3 separate regions of the Mus musculus genome follow, and all the other regions are linked to region 2. A link is a contact called in public targeted proximity ligation data. All regions are on one chromosome and are shown on one strand. The core of a region is the stretch at or near the end of the contact, and the rest is flanking DNA. Distances in the headings are between cores, read along the strand shown. Region 1 holds the start of Gstp3 (glutathione S-transferase pi 3). Region 2 overlaps Gm36787 (a long non-coding RNA gene). Region 3 holds the start of Ndufv1 (NADH:ubiquinone oxidoreductase core subunit V1).

Evidence for each region.
Region 1: a contact with region 2 is called in a targeted proximity ligation map of memory CD8 T cells, with 12 read pairs. A contact is called at or near these places in 1 of 484 Hi-C or Micro-C datasets (embryonic stem cells), 3 of 130 datasets of targeted methods (embryonic stem cells, memory CD8 T cells and pancreatic cancer cells) and 1 of 9 other capture datasets (pancreatic islet).
Region 3: a contact with region 2 is called in a targeted proximity ligation map of memory CD8 T cells, with 16 read pairs. A contact is called at or near these places in 10 of 39 promoter capture datasets (the 3T3-L1 cell line, the C10 cell line, the HPC-7 cell line and 6 more), 2 of 484 Hi-C or Micro-C datasets (the HL-1 cell line and embryonic stem cells), 12 of 130 datasets of targeted methods (the NIH/3T3 cell line, bone marrow-derived macrophages, embryonic stem cells and 5 more) and 2 of 9 other capture datasets (liver and pancreatic islet).

The regions. Positions count from the first base shown.
Region 1 is chr19:4,058,191-4,060,990 of GRCm38.p6, reverse strand. Gstp3 (glutathione S-transferase pi 3) reads left to right here and starts at 1,544. Exons shown (of 7, transcript NM_144869.3): 1 at 1,544-1,567; 2 at 1,697-1,732; 3 at 2,150-2,256; 4 at 2,375-2,462. The coding sequence starts at 1,567.
Region 2 is chr19:3,729,996-3,732,849 of GRCm38.p6, reverse strand. The region is part of intron 1 of Gm36787 (a long non-coding RNA gene); the gene reads left to right. It also overlaps the pseudogene Gm2141. Among named protein-coding and RNA genes, the nearest start is that of Gm36787, 13 kb to the left of the region's middle.
Region 3 is chr19:4,011,427-4,014,239 of GRCm38.p6, reverse strand. Ndufv1 (NADH:ubiquinone oxidoreductase core subunit V1) reads left to right here and starts at 1,485. Exons shown (of 10, transcript NM_133666.3): 1 at 1,485-1,689; 2 at 2,812-2,813. The coding sequence starts at 1,618.

The sequences.
Region 1 (2,800 bases), core at 295-2,794, 330 kb before region 2:
TAGATAGATAGACAGATGCATAGATGATAGATAGAAGACAGACAGACAGACATGAGGTTCCCAGGGAACTAACCAGACCAAACAAGTTTAAATCCTGTTTACTAGCTGAGTGACCTTGGGCATGCCACGTCAATTCTTTGTTTCAATTTCTCTACAAACAAGGAACAGTGCTAGCCTTGAGGACTGGTACATGTAAGGCTTAACTCTTTGCTAAGAGTTTTCTGTTATAGCATCACCAAGAGAGGAGGGGATAGTTCATTAGTTAAAATCCCTTTATTTAAAAAAAAAGGGGGGGCTGGAGGGATGGCTCAGTGGTTGGGAGCATTGGCTGCTGTTTTGGAGGTCTTGAGTTCAGGTCCCGGCGACTGCATGGTAGCTCACGGCCATCTGTGGTGGGATTGGATGCCCTCTTCTGGTGTGTCTGAGGACAGCTGCAGTGTGCTTGCATGTGATAAATAAATAAATATTTAAAAAAAATTTTAGGGCTGGTGAGATGGCTCAGCGAGTAAGAGCACTGACTGCTCTCCCAAAGGTCCTGAGTTCAAATCCCAGCAACCACATGGTAGCTCACAACCACCCATAGTGAGATCTGATGCCATCTTCTGGTGTGTCTAAATACAGCTGCAGTGTACTCATTTATAATAATAAATAAATCTTTAAAAAAATTTTTTTTAAATCCCTTTATTCTTTTCTTGAAAAGACAGGCTCTTGCTATATAGCTCTGGCTGGCTTGGTTGCTATATAGCTCTGGCTGGCTTGGTGATCTTGGTTGTAGACCAGTCTGGCCTTGAATTCGAAAGGGCTGCCTCTCTTTGTACTTTTTTTTTTTTTTTTCGAGACAGAGTTTCTTTGTATAGCCCTGGCTGTCCTGGAACTCACTTTGTAGACCAGGCTGGCCTCGAACTCAGAAATCTGCCTGCCTCTGCCTCCCAAGTGCTGGGATTAAAGGCGTGCCGCCCGACCTTCCTTTGTACTTTGAGTGCTGCAATTAAAGGTGTGTGCCATCACTCCAGGTGACACTGCCATTATTATGGTTATTGTTATTATTTATTTTTTGTCATTTATAAACATGGTTTCTCTTTGGAGCCCTGGCTGTCCTGGAACTCTGTCGACCAGACGGACTGGGCTGAACTCAGAGATCCTCTTGCTTCTGCCTCCTCCCAAGTGCTGGGATTAACCACGGCTCCTCTACATTGCCTTATTTTTACAAGGAGCACTTATTATTATACCATGTACTGTTGGTAGAGGCCTACCTGCATATAAGGCACTGTCCAAACCCCTGAGCACACAAGAAACCGAGTGGTTTGGGCGTGTTAAGTGGGAGGCTTATCATGTGACCATGTGTGCCTCTTGCAAAACTCCAGTAGCATATTGCACCACAGATAGAAAGGTGAGTCTGCCCTCCCCCACCACGTCTGCCAGGAAGCTGGTACACTGAACACCAGGACTTGGTCTGTTTCTGGGGCAGTGTGGGATGTCTGAGGAGGTGGAGTCTTCCTGTCAATATAAGGCCCCGATCACTTCCTCTCTTCCTGCTGAGCTTGCACCACACTGTATCCGCCCAACAGTAAGGAGAAACCTGGAGGCAAGGGCGGGGGCAATTATACCCCCACCTCACCCCTGCTACTAACCGCTCCTTGGCCCTGCAGCCCAGGCAAGGTCCTCCTTCATCGTGCTTTTTGTCTATCTCTCCTAGTGCCACCTTACACCATCGTCTATTTCCCTTCCCGAGGTGTGGCCTCAGCACTTTCAAGACGAAGGGCACAAACAATAGTCTTCTGGGTCATTCCTGGGAATCCCCAACAGTGGTGTAGGAAGGGCGTGACCAAGACTGTATTGGGGCCGGGCCGGGACAGAGACCTGGGGCAGGACTACAGTTGTGGTTGGTGGGGCCAGGACTGCCCTCTTAGCCTCCGTAGATAGCTGCACTGTCTGTCACTTTTCCTTCCTTCCCTGTGCCATGGTGGGGCTGGGTCTTCGCATTCCAAGATAATGTTAGGACATGGCCTCTATCACCACATATCTCCCCTCCCTATGAGGCTCCCAAGCTAGTGTAGTCCTCTTGTCAGCTTTCCACTCTCCCAAACTCTCCCAGGATGCTCTGAGAGTAGATCTCTTCGCTGTGTCCTCATCCTGCACCCCCATACAGGGCGCTGTGAGGTTATGCGCATGCTTCTAGCTGACCAGGGCCAGAGCTGGAAGGAGGAGGTGGTGACCTTGGATGTTTGGGAGCAAGGCACATTCAAGGCTTCCTGTGTGAGTAATTGTCTCCCTCTCCCCCTTGGGGATTCGGTTGGGGCGCAGCCTTAGGGTGCTGTGTCTAGGATTGGGGGCAGCCAGGTTCAGCACCCCTTACAGAGGGATCTTCTCCCAGTTGTTTGGACAGATCCCCAAGTTCCAGGATGGAGAGCTCACCCTGTACCAATCCAATACTATCCTACGGCACCTGGGCCGCTCCTTCGGTGAGTCCAGAAGCCAAGCCCTGAGAGACACCTGAGATGTTCCTCAAAATGTCCTGGGGCTTTGAATTGCCTCACCTGCAGCCACCAATGTCCCACCTGGGTCACCCTAGAGGATCATGCAGGGCCCAGGTTCCAGAAGGCTACTGGTGTGCTGCTGGGCGGTCGCTGTCTGTACAGCCAGGGCTGTGAGTTTCCAACTTGTATCATTTTTCTAATGACATCCCAGAGGTAGGCAGGGAAGACCTCCAATTAAGGTTAGAGAGTAGACCCAGGCTGAGACTGAGTGGACATGTAGGGACAAGTACAGAACCTGAGCCTGCTGCCTGCCCGCTGACCCA
Region 2 (2,854 bases), core at 185-2,684:
TATACAAATAGAAATAGACTTTAAATATGAAAACCCAAATTAATTAAAGAAGAAATGGAAAAAGAACAAACCATACTAGCACTAATATCTCCCATGGCTATTTTGATATTGTACCAAGTGCATATTAAGTCAGGTATGAAAATGGTTGATTTATTGAGAAGATATGATACACAGTTATAGCTGTATATGTGTAGCTGGGTATGGCACACATTCTGTCATTCCAGCACTCAGGAAGAAGTCAGAGAGACAGATCTCTGTGAGTTCCAGGACAGCCAGGGTTACATGGTTAGACCCTATCTTTAAAAACACAGGGGCTGCCGGGCAGTGGTGGCGCATGCCTTTAATCCCAGCGCTTGGGAGGCAGAGGCAGGTGGATTTCTGAGTTCTAGGCTAGCCTGGTCTACAAAGTGAGTTCCAGGACAGCCAGGGCTAAACAGAGAAACCCTGTCTCAAAAAACCAAAACCAACCAACCAAACAAAAATGCAGGGGCTGAGAGACCAAGATGGCAGCTGGGAGATTCTCCACTGTCCTCAGAAATGTCTGCACAGAGAAACCAGTGCTGTGGCGTCCGTCACCACTGGGAACCTCACTATAATTATGCCCTAACTTAGCTTCTAACCAAGTAGGCCACCATAAGCGAACCGGCCACACCCCACAATTACTCAGTGCTTATGAGAGATAATAGGAACATGCCTGATGTGGCCAGCCACCCCCAGGACCCTCAGGGCCCAAACCTGGAATGGCTGAAGAACCTGTGAATACTCCCACAGATGAAAGAGACCCAGCCCCTGTTGTTGTCCCAATAAACATAAACATATGGAAACCAACTTGTGTGTGTGTGTGTGTATGTGTGTGTGTGTGGTCAGCTGTCTGCTTGCTTCCCTCTGTGGTGTTTCTGTAAGCCAGACCCAGGCAGGTGATGCATAGTTGGAGATGAATAGGCTCCACAAGACTCCAGTCAAAGAATGCCAGAAGTATTACAGCTCTTGAAAGAGAACTAAAGAGGTTTGGGTCTCCTGCGCTGGACAGGTAGCCTGGGTCCTGGGTCTCTTGATAGCTGCAGAGGCAGGTCTAATATATGCCTCTGCAGGCATCGAGAGCCAGGCCAGCCAGGCAGGTCCAAGATCCAGCAGGGAAGGCTTCAGGAGAGAGAACTCGTCCCCAAGTGTTACAGTTCAGGAACTACAGCCATGTGTGCTTTATTCCATGTAGGCAGGGGCTTTATGAACCTTGGGGAGTGGGATGGGATTGAGGTAGGGTTACATGTTTTCTATTGGCTGAGTTTGAGATGTTAGTGATGCTCTATTTGCATGGGGAAGGACTCCAGGCTACATTCCTTTGACTGCCTGTCTGTGGTCCTCTCAGTTGGGTGTTGTGGTTATGTGTTCCGGAGCAGGTACAGAGACGGGTAGAAAGCTGCTCTACTGTGGCTGGCCTCAAGTCTCTGAGATTCCTGGGGTTTGAGCTCACTCAACCTTACCAGTTCTTGTGTCTATCTGGTAGCACAGCCCACTTGCCCTACGTGTGATAGTGTGTGTGTGTGTGTGTGTGTGTGTGTGTATGCTGAGGATATGGCTCAGTGGTTAAGAAAATGTACTTCTCTTTCTGAGAACCTAAGTTTGCTTTCTAGCACCCACATCAGATGGCTCATAACTGCCTGTCACCACAGCTCCAAGGGATCAAACACTTCTGGCCTCCACAGACACACATGCATTTACACCCCACACTCAGACAACTGCACACATACGATTAAAAATAGTAAAAAGAAGTAAAAATACAAGTATTGAAAACACTAGGTGAGCTCTTCCTGTAAGCAGCCAGAGGTGACCTGCGAAGATGGTTCCCTACTCTCTTGACCCAGAAAACCCCACAAAATCATGCAAATCAAGAGGTTCAAACCTTCCTGTTCACTTTAAGATCACCTGGGAAACTGCCCAGACCATCAAGAGTATGCATATGCGCAAAGCCACCAAGTATCTGAAGGATATCACTGTAAAGAGGCAATGTGTGCCATTCCAGCAATATAATGGTGGAGTCGGTAGGTGTGCCCAGGTCAAACAGTGGGGCTGGACACAGGGACAATGGCCAAAAAAGAGTGCTGAAATTTTGCTGCACTTGCTTAAAAATGCTGAACTTAAGGGTTTAGATGTAGATTCTCTAGTCACTGAGCACATCCAGGTAAACAAGGGACCTAAGATGTGCTGACGAACCTACAGAGCTCATGGTCGGATTAACCCACACATGAGCTCCCCCTGCCACAGTGAGACGATCCTCACTGAGAAGGAACAGATCGTTCCAAAGCCAGAAGAGGAGCTTGCACAGAAGGAAAAGATATCCCAGAAGAAACTGAAGAAACAAAAGCTCATGGCACAGGAATAAACTAAATGTAGCATAAAATAAATGCAGATAAAGTAAAAAAAAAAAAAAAAAAAAAAAAAAAAAAAGAAAAGACTAGGATAAGAAATGAATAACCATGATTTTAGCAGAAGAGGTAACATACCCATCTCATTAACAAATGAAACAGCTGTCAGAGGCCCAGTGTGGATGAAGAGGTGGCTGCCATTCATAAATAGCTTGATTGAACCAACATCCCTAGAAAATGTTATATATATATATGAAAAATTCAGTTACCAAATGGGACTAGGAGAAATTTTAAAAATATCCATTCTCTAATTACAATGCATTAAACCAGAAATGGAAAAAGAAACACTTCTAGAAATTCTCCAAATATTTGGAGGACAAGTGACATTCCTCTAAGTACTGCATAGTTTAAAACCATCAAGGTAGAAATTAGAAACTGCTGTGTGTGGGTATATATGCCTGTGTGTAATATGTATATGTTTATATGTATAC
Region 3 (2,813 bases), core at 236-2,735, 280 kb before region 2:
GCAAACAGGTATTCATCTGTCTCTTACATACTACACTTCTAAGTCAGACATTGTAGTGACAATTTTGGAGTTTTGGTTTCTTTGAAAAAAAAACCACAGAAATATTATCAGAATGTGTTTTTGTTTTGATCCTAAGTGTGAGGATATAGAGCTGCTTCAGACTGTCCACAGCAGCTGACTATGATTTGCCTTGTGTTCTAGCAAGGACATGATTTTTCCAGCTGTAGATAGTTTCTGTGATGATGTGACATTTGGAATTCTGTGGAGTTTTTAGAGGGTATATAAATGCTAGGACACCAAGAGGTTATTAAGTAGTTGTGCACAAAGAAGAAACAAGAAGAAGAAGAGGAGAAGAAAGAAGAAAAGGAAATAATTAGATATCCTGACAGTAAAGATCAGGCTTGCCCCAAGGAACTGACGCCCATAATAAGCATGAAGTAGTCTAATGATGCTGCTGCCCTCCTTCTGACCCCTGATACCCTGGACTCAAATACTATGTAAACACAAAGAATGCTTTATTCTGCAGAAGTCCAGCATGCTGAGGTCTCCCATTACCAAGATAGACATCCAAGTGAGCTTGTAGGCTCAATTTAAAGCATATTAGGGGAATAGTAAGACTCTGTCTGACAAAGCAGAAGGAAGGAAGGAAAGAAAGAAGGAAGGAAGGAAGGAAGGAAGGAAGGAAGGAAGGAAGGAAGGAAGAAAACTCTTAAACTCTTATATCTGGGGCTGGTTTTTGAATCTAGCATTAGGAAGTCAAAGGCTCACAGCAAGTTGAAAGCCAGCCTACGCCATATAGTGATTTCCAGGCCTGCCAGAGCTAAATGAAACTTATCTTAAAAGAAAAACAAGCAAAACGTTTTTGTTCTAGAGCTGGGTTCTGAAGACAGGAGTCCGGCTGCAGTGTGTAACTAGAGCCCCAAGGGGTCCCTGATAAGGGGAGGGAGTAGCCTTTTAGCATCGGCGGGAGCCTGTGACACTCACTGACCATCCCTGGTCTCTGCATTGCTCTAAAAGGTTTACAGACACACAGCCCTGAGAAGTCCTATGCAAAGGTTCTGGGGCAGCTTTGTGGGAGGTGAGGGACCTCACCGGTTCTTTTGTTAATGAGTACTTCTCCAAGGCACACGGATGCTCAGGGGGAGCGCTTAGTTCAGCAGGGCTCGGCTAGTTCAGCGTAATTACACCAGATCAGGACGATTCCGCTGTAGTCCAACTAATTTTCTCACCAGCTTCCATTCGTGCATATATAGCTGGTGTCAACTAGACGCAAAGTCTGTAGGAAGTGGAATACTTGGGATCCAGCAGAGGGCGACACGTGAGCCTGGTTTACTAGGAAAAGGAAGAGTCTCCGAGAAAGGAGAGTCTGGGCAAGCTGGACTACATCTCCCAGAAGGCCTAGCACGAGAGTAAATTTCCGGTCTCTGTGCCCGCGCACCTTTAGTGGGCGAGGCCGAGGACAGAGCTCAAAGGAACGGAGGTCCCTGGACACGCCACTGGCTGCGGATGTGTGACGCACTTCCTGTGCGCTCCCCACCCCGTGTGTTTCTGTCGCGCCGGTCCCGCGGTTCGGAGTTGTGAAGGTGACAGCCGGAGGTGACCCGTCTGGCTCCCGCGATGCTAGCGGCACGGCATTTTCTCGGCGGGTTGGTTCCCGTGCGGGTATCTGTGCGTTTCAGCAGCGGCACGGTGAGCCCGCCCTGATTCAGGCCCACGCCTATGGCGGAGGAGTGGCGAGCGGCGAGCGGGATTGTGGTCCCCTCTGCAGAGTCCTCTCCTCTCCGAGCTACCACCCGGTCTGGATAAAAACTAACGGTCCCAACTCCAGGCTGACGATGTCCAGTCCAGCTACTCTTGTTTTAACAACCCCGTCTTGGGGTGAGGGTTTGCAGGTGTTGAGGCGTCTTAGATAATCTGTTATTTCTTCCTCGCAGCCCTACCGGGTATCAGGGTCTTCGCCCCATTTCAAAGTTCAGAAAACAGTTTTGAAAAAGATGTGTATCTCCTCAACCCCCCGACAGTATTTTGCTTCCAGTAGTGACCGGAAAACGCTTTTGTGAATTTTTTTTTTTTTATGAGATAGGGGCTCATTATATAGTTCTAGGCTGTATTCAAATTAGTGTTGGTCCTCTTGTCTCAGCCTCTCTGGGTGCTCCTGAGACCACAGGCATCCACCACTACACCTGAGGAGAAGTACTTTTAAGGAGGTAGGAGTGGATGTCAGGTCACTTTCTACCAAGTCGTGAACCATTCCAGTCCACACCTCTCCTTTATCTCAGACCCCAAATCCATTTTGTTCCCCAGCCCCAATGAGGCACTTCTCTTCCATCAGTGACCACGTACTACCTCTTCAGCAGAGTTAGGGAGATCAAGCCCCTCCTAGCCAGGTTTTGCTCTAGTGGAAGAGTCAGACAAATCTATGCTGGTCTTGGGGAAGCAATGCTGGTGCTGTCGCTGAAGTGTGACATGGCTCCGTGGGGACCATCTGCTTTTAGCTTTGTGGCCTTCCCTAAGTTCCTTTTGTTTAGAGCCCCCCCCCCCTCCTTTGGAAAATGGAGGAAATATCCTATCCCAGGAATGTTACAAGGATGAATTGGGATGAAACGTTGAGAGTGTTTAGCTCTGTAACTTCTAAACAGGAAGGACTGATATAAATGGTGGTCGGGAGCTACAATGTTTCAAAGACTTTGAAGCCTCTACCCCTGCTGTGGCCCAGCTCCTCATATGTAGGAAGGCCCAAGAAGCTGAAAATTCTGCCCCAATCCCTCATGGTCCCTGAGCTCTGGACCTCCTGACCTTCTATCTCCCCAGAC